2 separate regions of the Zea mays genome follow, and region 2 is linked to region 1. A link is a contact called in public Hi-C data. All regions are on one chromosome and are shown on one strand. The core of a region is the stretch at or near the end of the contact, and the rest is flanking DNA. Distances in the headings are between cores, read along the strand shown.

The links. Hi-C and Micro-C count contacts between places; a contact is called where the count stands out from the background.
Region 2: a contact with region 1 is called in a Hi-C map of leaf, with 3 times the contacts expected there. The contact joins the promoter of LOC100382739 here to the promoter of LOC100147731 in region 1. A contact is called at or near these places in 8 of 25 Hi-C or Micro-C datasets (ear, endosperm, leaf and 3 more) and 1 of 3 datasets of contacts at active chromatin or transcription factors (leaf).

The regions. Positions count from the first base shown.
Region 1 is chr4:19,925,754-19,932,378 of Zm-B73-REFERENCE-NAM-5.0, forward strand. It overlaps LOC100147731 (O-methyltransferase BX7), which reads left to right and starts at 2,992. Exons shown (of 2, transcript NM_001127247.2): 1 at 2,992-3,881; 2 at 3,980-4,510. The coding sequence starts at 3,018. The coding sequence ends at 4,291.
Region 2 is chr4:20,143,665-20,150,289 of Zm-B73-REFERENCE-NAM-5.0, forward strand. LOC100382739 reads left to right here and starts at 3,390. Exons shown (of 7, transcript NM_001175456.1): 1 at 3,390-3,711; 2 at 4,055-4,407. The coding sequence starts at 3,432.

The sequences.
Region 1 (6,625 bases), core at 1,742-4,241:
AGCTGCTCCTATAGATGAGCTAGCTAGAGCCGAAATCATTTCCAGATGAGCCGGAGTCCACAAACAAATCTCTACTATACTTAAAGCACTAGTTTCAACGGTCGTCCCGCGTCATCTTTTTACAAAAAGTCACTATATTTCTTCGAAATCAACTCAGTGTAAAATATTAAAAAGCGGTGCATCAGGTCGGGTATGTTAAAAAGCGGTGCAGGAGGTGGGGTTTGAACCCACACCCTGTGATGGAAGAAGGGTGGAAGACACTTGACGAAGTTGTCTAACCAGTAGAACGTCATAATCAAGTGTTTATAATATTGAATATAAAATGTACATATGTATATATATATATATATATGATTTTTTTTGTAAAATAAAAAATAATCGTGTCGGACCGGGCCAGCACTACGGACCGAGGCTACGACCCAAGCACCGCATGACGCTTGTGCTTGGTTTGGCCTAGGCACTATTAAATGGGTCGTGCCTCGGGCCTACTCGCCAGACACGGCCTATTTGGCCATCTATACCTCCGCACGATAATGATAGTCCTCGCCTGAGTTGCCACCACCACGTTCTTCATTCTACTTCTTTTCTCTCTCCCCTCATGCCTCCACCTCCGCGCCACCCCATTCTCGGCAGAGGGCATAGGAGCAGGCGTCTCCTCCCCGTATTCGTACAACACCAGCCCCGACATCGAATCGCGCAGTGGCTATTGCACGTCCACGAGGACGTTTCACATCATGCTCGTACCATCGTTTTCACCATTGTCGGACGTCCCGTTCGTCTTCCCGGCCTTCGCGCTGTTCTTCCTCCCCAGCCTGCTGCTCACGGTCGCAGCCGCGAGTCGACCGACGCTCATCGACGCGGGTACGGGGCAAGTCGGTCATGCTTCTGGCCTTTCTCCGTGCGTGCCGTCGAGGAGGACATGGTGGCGCCTGCCACTCTTAGGTTATCTTAGTGATGAGGAGTCCAAGTCTGAGATATTGGACAACTAAGACCCGTAGCGTAGCATCAGTCGACATATGCTATGTAGTTGGTGGTGGTGTTGTGTCACTTCGGCGGGTCCAGGGCTGGGAAGACACTCGCATTCTCTCGCCCTTCTCAGACTGACGCCTGGTGGGGGTGCCTCTTGGTTTGGAGCTGCTCCGGCTGGGCTTCTTTCTTCGCTTGCGTGCTCTCTCCCTATATATCTAGCAGTATACTACCTATGTCGCCTCCAGATGCTCAGATTTTCGTTGTGTCCTTCTCCGGCAACGAGCAGGTATGCGCGCCTCTTCCCTTCCCCTCCTGTTCTACGAAACCTTGGAAGTGAGGGAGGCGAGTGATGAGGGTCTTGCGTTCATAAAAAATATCATGCGAAGAGTGGAGACAACCAATAAAAAATCTTGAGATCTTTTTGGTGGATAGTTTATGTGGATATTGTTGTGAGCCGTCGCAATGCACGGGTAACCGACTAGTCCTCACTAATGTTCAGGTCGTCGGAAACTGGTAATACTCAGCGTCCCATGTCCGTGGATTTTATGTTCATTTTACAAAAAGAGACACTACTACATCATTAGCGAGACGAAAAAGAAATATTAAAATAGAGACACGGGTAGATGCTTTTGTAATATTCTGATATATTGGCTTAAAACCCTATCTTAGAAGAAATATATTAGGTACCGTTTGTTTCTCGTTGGAATTGAATTTCATTTTAATAATTATAATTTAGACAAAACTAATTAAGTTCATATATTTATATATGTAATATATTTGTATATTATCTTAAATCATATGAGAGATAGTTATATACTACATTCATGTTATAACGAAGCAAGTAGAAGAGTGTGCTATAAGTTGTACATCGGAAAAATAGCATGTAAATCTATATAATCAATTTTCATCTCTCACCCCATGAATTTGAGATAGGCTTATATGGTAACTTTGAAAAGTGGTGGAATGTCACATTCTAAAAAAACATATTCCAATAGTAAAATTCCAAATCCTCAAAATGAAAGGAAACAAACGGGACCTTAGAGATGTGGCTCAAGAAAACACATCTGTGGTATATATAGGGTAGTGAGCCATCCACACGATGTATTGAAAAAATGTCCAACTTTAATTAGATAATAATAAAGGGTTCATATGGACCCGAGAAAGTCATTAACTCTGATAACTCAACGCAAGTGTACCCGTTCATGTCTGTCTACTGTTAGCCACATCTCTGGTCTCCTCGTCAAACTCCGTATCTGTACCACCCCAGCGCCGCCACTGACATTCTGTTACCGCCGCCACAACCGTCGCCAAAAATTAAATATGTCATCGTGTCCCTGGATTATATTCCATGACAACAATAAAAAATCCAGCTTTCCTTTATATATTATCATGCAAATAAAGTGATAGGAGTGGTTAGCCGAGTCAGGCACCTTGCAGAGCATCGCCCGAGACACCCTCGTTCGAGTCGGAAATGCGCGGCTTATTTTGGGTTGGACTCAAACGATCTATGACTACGTTTACCACACAGGATTGGCCTCGAACGAGTCGTGACTTAAGTCCCTCGTGTCTTGATAAGGTTCAGAGCGTCTTTGCTTATGACCTCTTCTTATTCAAGCGTATAAACACACCTCATATATAGAAGAAGAGGAAAAAAAATATCTATCACATGAAGCTTTTTCTGCTGACATCATTGATGAACTCAGCTGACAACACTGAATATGCAGTGATGCAAGCATATGTGCAAGCTGTCGGGACTAGATCAAGTGGCCGCTCAGCATATTACATTATTATATATATAATAAATTAATAACCCCTGGACCGATCGAATAGATCGCCACCTCCCTCCCGTCCTCCCCTGTAGAAGATGCTCTTCATCATGCATGCTTTACCAACCCATTCTGTTTCATCCCTGGATCGATATTTACCGCGGCAAATTCTTTTTTCCCGCTCCTGGCGTACCTACCGTACCCCTGCTATGCTAACGCTAGTGTATATATAATGCTGAATGTATATGGGAAGAGTGTCATCAATCAAATACTCAGACAACCATGGGGCACCAGGCGCAGCACGGCACGGACGACACCGAGGAGCTGCTTGCAGCCCACCGGCAGCTGTGGTGCCATGCCCTGGGCTACGTCAAGTCCATGGCGCTCAAGTGCGCCCTGGACCTGCGCATCCCCGACACCATCGACCGCTGCGGCGGGAGCGCCACCCTGGGCGAGCTGCTCGCCGCAAGCGAGATCCCGGCGTCCAACCACGACTACCTCCGACGGGTCATGCGCACGCTGACAGCCATGCGCATCTTCGCGGTCAGCCACGACGACCCCGCCAAGGCCGACGACGCGGCCGCCATCTCTTACCAGCTCACCCCGGCGTCCCGGCTGCTCGTCAGCAGCAGCAGCAGCAGCGTCGACGCCGCCGCCGCCGGCGCCGGCGCCTCGAAGGAGAACACTACTACCCCGAGCATCCTCCCCAACATCGCCCACCTGGTCCGCCCCAACACCATCTCCCTGCTGTTCAGCATGGGCGAGTGGATGAAGGACGAGAGCGCGGCGTCCGTGTCGCTGTACGAGACGGTGCACCGGCAGGGGATGTGGGCGTGCGTGGAGGACGACGCGGCCAACAGGGCCAGCTTCTACGAGAGCATGGACGCCGACACCCGGCTCGTGATGCAGGCCGTGGTCCGCCGGTGCCCGCACGTGTTCGACGGCATCAAGTCGCTCGTCGACGTCGGCGGCGGCCGCGGCACCGCCGCCGCCGCCGTCGTCGCCGCCTTCCCGCACATCCAGAGGTGCACCGTCATGGACCTCCCCCACGTCGTCGCCGAGGCTCCCGCCGGCACCGCCGGCCTGTCCTTCCACGGCGGCGACATGTTCGAGCACATCCCGTCGGCTGACGCACTCATGCTCAAGGTATGTGTGTATGTATGTATGTATACATCATCGTGTATACTATTACTCCATATAATATATACTGATAAACAGTTGTATATATATATATGATGCTGCAGTGGATCCTGCACGACTGGGATGAGGACAAGTGCATCAAGATAATGGAGCGCTGCAAGGAAGCGATCGGTGGCAAGGAAGCAGGGGGGAAGGTGATAATAATAGACACGGTGCTCGGATCTCGGGCAGACGACGACGACGACGACAAGACGTGCAGGGAGACGTATGTGTTGGATCTCCACATACTGAGCTTCGTGAACGGGGCGGAGCGGGAGGAGCACGAGTGGAGGAGGATCTTCCTGGCGGCTGGGTTCCGTGACTACAAGATCACGCACACCCGAGGCATCCCGTCCATCATCGAGGTCTTCCCGTGATGATCATGGATCGAGAGTCGATCATATATGCATGTTTGTACGTGTTTGTGTCATAATAAATCGATCGATCATGTTGTTTACCCTTTTTATTTCGGTATCTAGTTGCATCTGTGGGCGGGCTAAAATAAATCACGGCCGGCCGGGCTTCATCAAGCCCATGTATCCAGCTGTGTGTAATAATGCAATGGAAAACGAACCAAAAAGAATGCTTCCATTCCAGCAGCTCTCTCTCGCGTCCGCGTGCATGTCATGTGTGAGTGTGACTCCAGCTGAAACATTTTGCTTGGCTCTCGGAGGACGGAAACATAAATGATATCTGTTTGTAGCTAGCTCGCTGCTCGCCTCGGGACTCGGGTCGGGTGATGCATGCAGCTCACGGACGACGCACAAGCCAACCAATCAATGCCTGAGTAAAGCCTGTCCTGCGAACACATGCAAACAACAACAAAAAAAGCTGCCTGCGCGCGGCCAACCTGTCTGCGTTCAGCTCGTGCCCTGTCTGGTTTCTTGTCAGGGTGACAAGCAAGGAGATCTAAATTTTACACTGCTATGGGTATGTTTGGTTGCCTGACCCAGGGCACAACCAGGCCCATTTGAAACAACGTCTCAATGTTTGGTTTCGTGGCCCAGCGCACGAGCCTGTCTCAAGCGAGCGCACAACCAGGCCCATTTCGAACGCGGAAAAGTTGCTTCGCAAGTGAGCCTGGCTACTCGCAGCCGCCGCGGCTCTAGGGTTTTCTCCTCTCGCCACTCCTCTTGCTCTCGTCTTCAGACCCCTCGCAGCCGGCGCGGCTCTAGGGTTCTCTCCTCTCGCCACTCTCCTCTCGCTCTCGTCTTCAGACCACTCGCAGTCGCCGCCGCGGCTCTAGGGTTCTCTCCTCTCGCCACTCTCCTCTCGGGTTCTCTCGCCACTCGCAGCCGCCGCCGCGGCTCTCGCCTCTCGGGTTCACTCGCTCTCGCCTCTCGGGTTCACTCGCAGTCGCCGTGCTCACGGGCTCGCCGCCGTCATCTCTCTCCACCCGTGGTGACGACACCGCGCCCGTGGACGAGCTCGATCTGTCGATCTACTTTCATCTGCTTCGCAAGGTAAGCCCCTTTCTTGGCTGCTCATCTACTTTCATCTGCTTTATCTTCTCATTTGATTTCATCTGCTTCGCAAGGATCGCTCTCCTACGACCTCGATCGGTTCTCAGCTGCGAGCAAACCCTAGCCGTGTGGTCTCCCTCTTCTCAGGTTAGATCGCTCTCCTACGACCTCGATCGGTTCTCAGCTGCGAGTGAACCCTAGCTGTGTCGTCTCCCTCTTCTCAGGTTAGTACCCATCTAGATCTTCTCTTCTCGTTTGTCCTCCTAGTTCCCTCGATTACTGATCTGTGATCTTCTCGTTTGTCGTAAAGTTCTTGTCTTTGTTTATATATCTGATTAGTATACTTGCCTTGCTGATCTGTTGTCTAGTACCAAACTCTTGTCTTTGTTTATATATTTGATTAGTATATCTGATTAGTATTCCTCGTTAAATTCTTGTCTAGATCTGTTTACAGAATAAATATGAAACATACCCTTTTGATAATGTATGATTCATCAGTGATGTTTTAAGGCTCTGTCAGTACTGTAAGAAAGCCATTTAAGCATGTTTAACTGAACTTTTTAGTGATGTGCTTTCTTTATATCTGCAATCAATAGAATTTTTTACTGATGTGCTTAACTGAAGTTTTCAGTGATGTGCTTTCAATATCCTTGACTACCTGAACTTCACTGAACTTTTCAATATTATATTAAGTAGCATGTTGTTCAATTATAACTGAACTTTTCAATTATAACTGAACTTAACTAAACTTTTCATAATTATATTAAGTAGCATGTTGTTCAATTATAACTGAACTTTTCAATTATAACTGAACTTAACTGAACTTTTCAATATTATATTAAGTAGCATGTTGTTCAATTATAACTGAACTTTTCAATTATAACTGAACTTAACTTAACTGAACTTTTCAGTGATGTGTTTATTTATTGACTTAACTGAATTTAACATGTTTGTCATGCTTGTCTTGTTTAATTTAATGGATTATGCAACTAGCATAATCTGTCTATTATATTAAGTAGCTAGTTGTTCCTCTTTTCTTCTCCCCCTCTTACCTTCATCTATTCCTATTTTCCTCTTTCCTTACAACAATCTTACCTTTTGTTCCTCCTTTCTTCTCCCTCTCTGTAGCCTCTTGTCTTGTTTAATTTAATGGATTAATGCATTATATTATGCAGCTACCTCCATAACTATCTTCTTTTTATACTATGCAGGTAGTTAATGCATTATATTATGCTGCTACCTCCATAA
Region 2 (6,625 bases), core at 2,140-4,639, 220 kb after region 1:
AGCGCCTTGACATCCGATGTGAGGCACACGGAGGAGCGTCGGGTCATTGGAGGCGGTGGGTAGGTCTACAACATCAGTGGCAGCGATGATCTAGTGGTGTTGGTGTTGGAGGTGCGACATGGAGGGTGGGACTAGGGGCCGTTCGTTTCCCTCTACTAAATTTTAGAACCTATCACATCGAATATTTAGATGATAGTTAGAAGTACTAAATATAATTTAACCACAAAAATAATTATATAAATAAAAAACAAACAACAAGACACATCTATTAAACCTAATTAGTCTATGATTCACTAATGTGATGCTACAGTAAACATTTGACAATCATGGATTAATTAAGATTAAAAATTTTGTCTTATTATTTAGTCTTCATCTATATAATTATTTTTATAATTACACTATATTTAATACTTATATTTAACATTCAAACATTCGATATGCCACATACTAAACTTTAGTCCGTGGAATCAAACACCCCTAACATGGTTGTATGGCGGTAGAATAGGGCGATGACCACAAAGGGGACCCGATGGAACGCTAGGTGGAGGAAAGGAGGGTGGTGTCCGCGTCCATGGCTAGGGTGTGATCAATAGAGGGAGTCAGGCTATCTTTAGCAAAATCTTCTATATTCTTCATCTATATTTCATTTTTATTATTTACTCTAAACGCCCCGTTTGGATCATTGGAATTGAATTCCATTCTAATAATAGTAATTTAGGCATATATCAATTAAGCTAATTCGGTTTTATGCAAAATATATTTGTATATTATTATTAGCAAGATGTCGGAGATATTTATGTGCTACATTTTTACTATAGAGGAGTGAGACGAATAGTGTCATGTAAGTTATAGATTAGAAACCAATTCTAGTAATGCATAAAATCATTTCCCACCCTCCACCCCATGAATTTTAGATAGGCTTATATCTGAACTTTGGAAAGTGGTGGAATATCAAATTCCAAAATAAATAAGTTACTTTATTGAGTGAATTCCAATTCCTCTAAAATGAAGGGATCCAAACGCCCCGTAAAAGATTTCATCATCTATATCTCTTCATCTCCAAGAATGTTCTCTAAATATCATCCTCTATACATAAATACCTATGTTAAAGGTATATTTTATTTTAAATTTTTGTACATACATATTTGTTACACTCTTATATGTTTAATATATATTTTTAGTTTTGCTTAATATATTGTTCAAAGTATTAAAATAGATGGAGAATAGGAGTGATGATCTTATATATAGAAAGGACGAAGGAACGTCATGTATATTGAAGACTTGTTTGGAGGCCACAAAACCGGAGAAGATTAAAGGAGCTAAAAATTCATTCTTATTTAATTTTCAATAAAAAAGGATTTTATCCCTTCCAATTCTCTTCGATATTTTATCTTCCAAACTAACCCTAAGAGATAGAAGAGAAAAAAAATCTCTCCTAACTATAAGGTAAAGGATCCTTAGTCATTGTTGAAGAGGTAACGAACCATAAATGGACACGAATGGTGGCCCGACAAACGAAGGTGAGGATCAGATAAAAATGTGATAAATATGTTGGCTTTTAAATAAAATCCTCTATTCAAACAGACGTTTTAGATATATAGCTTTTACTATATATTTAAATATACAACATATTTAAATATATAATAAATCTCTACTATATTTAAAGCATCAGTTTTAACGGTTGTTATGCGTCATCTTGAAGCTGTCTAACCAATAAAACATCATACTCAAATGTTTCTAATATTGAATATAAATTGTACATATGTATATATGATTTTTTTTAAAAAAAAATAAAAAAATAATCGTGCCGGGCAGGACCAGCACTATGGGCCGAGGCTATGGCCCAAGCATCACACGACGCTCGTGCCGGATTGGCCCAGACACTATTAAATGGGTCGTGCCTCTGTTCGGCTCGCCAGACACGACACATTTGGCCATCTATACCTCCGTACGATAATGATGGTCCTTGCCTCAGTTGCCACCACCTCGTTCGTCATTCTACTTCTTTTCTCTCTCCCCTCATGCCTCCACCTCCGCGCCACCCCATTCTCGGCAAAGGGCGTAGAAGCAGGCGCCTCCTACCCATATTCGTCCGACACCGACTCGTGCGGTGGCTATAGCACGTCCACGAGGACGTTTCACATCATGCGCGCACCATCGTTTTTGCCGTCGTCGAACGTCCCATTCGTCTTCCCTGCCTTCGCCTTGTTCTTCCACCCCAATCTGCTGCCCCATGCCCACGGTCGCAGCCGTGAGTCGACGTTGACGCGGGTACGGGGCGAGTCGGTCGTGCTCCTGGCCTTTCTCCGTGCTTGCCGTTGAGTAGGACATGGTGGCGCCTGCCACGCTTAGATTATCTTAGCGATGAGGAGTCCAGGTCTGAGATATTGGACAAATAAGGCCCATAGCGTGGCAGCAGTCGGTATATGCTACGGAGTTGGTGCTGGTGTTGTGTCGCTTCGGCGGGTTCAGGGCTGGGAAGACACTCGTATTATCTCGCCCTTCTCGGGCTAACGCTTGGTGCGGGTGCCTTTTGGTTTGGAGCTGCTCCAGCTGGGCTTCTTTCTCCGCTTGCGTGCTCTCTCCCTATATATCTAGCAGTATACTACCTATATCGCCTCCAGATGCCCAGGTCTTCGTCGTGTCCTTCTCCGGCAACGAACAGGTATGCCCGCCTCTTCCCTTCCACTCATGTTCTACGAAACCTTGAAGGTGGGGGAGGCGAGGGATGTGGGTCTCTGATTTGCTGCCTATGGTACCCGTGCGTCCATAAAAAAATATTATGCGAAGAGTGGAGACGACCAATAAAAAATCTTGAGAACTTTTTTGTAGATAATTTACGTGGGTATCGTTGTGAGCCGTCGCAACGCACGGGTAACCGACTAGTTTTATATATAATATGAGGAGTATTATATATGTATATATATTATTCGTTTTTATCTATAATCTATAACAATATACGATCTACCTGTTTAAACTTTGTAAAATCACCCAACCAAATTATTATCACACTCATAAAATCCACTAAGTCTACAAAAAAAATTACACCTAAATCTAACGCATCATCAAAACCACGGTTTAGATAATTGGATAACCCATCTCTTATGGTCACTCAAATCTATTAAACAATATTATTAAAATTATCCCTTATTCCTCACTCTTCCCCCACTCAGCGGTCGATCTACCCCTTTTCGGAATGTAGTGTTTGCACCGCTATATGCTGGTTATATTGATTGTTCAGTACTAAAGAGATAAAAGGAATTTTCTTTTTCAATCACCACAGTCAGGGCCCACGAGGTCATGACACTCGTGGTTTAGGCCCATGGGCCGGAAATTTGTGGCGGCCAGGCGGCCAGCTGCAACTCTCGGACTGCAGCATTCCATTTCCAGGAAGGCCACGGCGGCGAGAACTCACTCGGGCGCTGCCGGCGATGTACGGCACTTCCGACCCCACAGCTGCGGAGCGCACGGCTTTCCGGCGTGCGGAGAAACAGTACAAGCTTTACAAGACACTCAACGTCAAGGGCAGGTCCAGGTCCAGGTCCAGGTCAGGATGCAGGCCGTCTAGCGGAGAGGGAGGTGGCGCTGATCTGTCAGCCGTAGTTGACTTCCATGCTCTGCTTGCCGCCGACGGGGAGCTTCCTGACGGGATTGGTCGGCGTGAGTGCCCCGGATTCGACCGCCCCGTGTTCTGCTTCTTGGACCGGCCAGGTAACTGTGATCTCCTTTCGATTCTTTGTTTGGGGCTAAAATTAGGTCGTCAGGGTTTTTTCTTTCACTAGCGAATCTGAACATGGCACTTCGAACAGGGGAAGGTCTTGCAAAGTAGATGCTGTTTTAGTCCTGTGATGACATTTCAGGAGTAAAGCTTATGTGAATACCAAATCATCTTGTTTAACACTTTTACAATAAAACTATGCGTTCCTGCCCAAATTTGTGTGTAAACATCAAAACTTGCAAGTCATTTCTCATTTCCCATATGGCCAAGAAATCATAATGCCATTACACCAAATATTTTTCTGATATATTAGTACTCTTCTCTGTAACTCTGCAGGGTTCTATTTCATTCCTGGTGCTTTATCAACTGAGGAACAATGCTGTTGGATCAGGGAAAGCTTGAAAACATTTCCACAGCCACCTAATAGGACTAATTTGACTGCAATATATGGTTCAATTTCGGACTTACTCATCGCTGCCGAAAATCAACAGATATTGGTTGAAGCAGAAAATCCTGATATCCAAGAAAGAAATAAACAGAATAATTGTGGAGGGAAAACAGAATCCAAATACTTCAAATTTGTGGACTCAGAGAGCCAGAAAGGGGAAGAGCATAGGTCAAACGCAGCAACTACCCTTGTGAGGAAGCTCCGGTGGAGCACCCTTGGTCTGCAATTTGATTGGTCAAAGGTATGTATCCGGTTGCTTTCATGGCAATGCTAATTGCTAACAATAAGTTCATTTATATTATTGCTTGAATTCTGGTTTGTGGTGATATTGATGTATTATGAATTTCTGAAACATTATTCTGCAATAAAAATATGTTCGGAAGGTTCTACAATTGTTTCAAAAGTGTTCTATTCAGATCAATCATATTATTATTACAGATATAGAATTCCATTGGAGTGTTAAGTGTATGTCAAGGCACATCCTATAGGACCATACAACAGATGAGGCTTGAGGCTCTCCATATATAGTTGTCATTCCACTAGTGGAGATCATTCTCTCAAATCCCAAGGTTAGTAACATGGTATAATAGCAAGGATTAGGGTTAGGTTAGGATTAGTTCAATCCTCCACCATGATCCAAATCAATTCGGCAACCAATTTTTTTGCACGCAACACGCATTTCTTCTGGCTTGCGGCCCGTTGGCCGGCGTTTCTTTGTAGGCGACTGTCACAGATGTTTGTCTGGTCACCAATAGTCGATGATCACTGTTCATGGATATCTTTTGTTTCTGTTATTTTGGCTGCTGTTTTTTCACCTAGCACTCATGATCCTGCTCTATGTATTCTTTTCCCTCCACGTGGGTGCACTTTGCTGTTCATTACGGGAGATAATGTGGAACATATTTCTCATGTGAAGAAACAAGTTGGTGTGCAATTATTTTGGGTACTCTCAGTCATCTCTTAGGAATTAAGTTTTTTACATTCTCCAAAGGGACATTATCTTTCTCAGTCTAAATGCATACAAGAACTTTGCTTATTCAGCCATTACTGATTCTTAGACAGATTGCCGGCCAGGCCAGGGGCGGACCCAGGCCCATGGCTGCCTGGGCCACGGCTAGAGATGGCCAAACGGGCCGGCCCGGCCCGGCCCGGCCCGGGCCCGGTGAAGCCCGGTCAAAACCGGGCCGGGCCTGCTGAGCCAGCGGGCTTAAGTTTCTGTCCAAGCTCGGCCCGCAGCGGGCCTAAACGGGCCGGGCCGGCCCGTTTAGCACGAAAAAACGGGCCGAAAAGCGGGCTAAACGGGCCGGTAAGCACGTTTTAGTGTAAAAAAACGGGCTTAACGGGCTTAGAGGTAAACGGGCCGTGCCGGGCTAGCCCGCCGTGCCTAGTTTCCTGTCCAAGCCCGCCCGCTTATTCTACCGTGCCGGGCTCGGACCGGGCCCAAAAAGCGGGCTTCGTGCCGGGCTCACGGGCCTCGTGCTTTTTGGCCATCTATAGCCACGGCCCGGGGCGCAGGCCCAAATTTTTTTTAGAAGAGCTCTGTCCTCTGGTCTCTGCCGGTTTTCCCTCTGGCTTCTGGCCTCGCTGAGTCATAGTTATATGTATGTATATGCATCCGGCACACTGCAAGCTTCACAAGCACAGGATAACACACATGCAAACAAGAGCAGGCTACGACCACCTACATGTGTCCTACATATTTACATACTAGGCTAGTAGCAAGGCCTCGGACAGCACATGATAGGCTCCTGCTAGTCTAGAGAGATGGATAGAGGGAGAAACTAGAGACCAAACCATCGAGCTAGGATAAGCAAAAAAAATTCCAAGCTAGCAAATGATTCTAAATCGAAGAGGCAAAAAAATTACAAGCCACAGGGCTTACAAACTACTACCTCCATTTTCTTTTATTTGACGCATGATAGTTCAATTTTACACTAGCAAACGTCAAATAAAAAAGATCGGAGAGAGTACGAAACAAGATATTTCATACAACCATCTAATACCATAATCACCAAATAAAATTTCAAAAAGTTGCGACCAAATAAACAAGATCACATGGCTAGAAATTAAGTTTGAGATTGAGCCTCTGTGGAGAGACCTTTCTCATTTATGAATATCATTAAAACTGAGTTGCAGAATAAGACAGGAAACAAATGGCTTAACCATCGTATGATTTCCTTCAAGTCGCGTTCTTAATATGATTTCCTTCAAGGTTCTGGAGCAAGAAGCATTAATGTTGATGTTGACATGACACATTTGGAAAGAGCTACATCATAACTTTTATGCCATCTTTAGCATCTATGACAACATTGTTTCTGTAACGCCCCGAATTTTTGCAGTTGAATTTTTTCTTTTCTTTACTCGCCAAAATTCGGGCGTTACCTTTTCCTTTTCTTTTTCCCCTCGCTAAACCTTGACCTTTTCCAAAGTTTAGCGGGATTCGGTTTGGAATTCCCGTA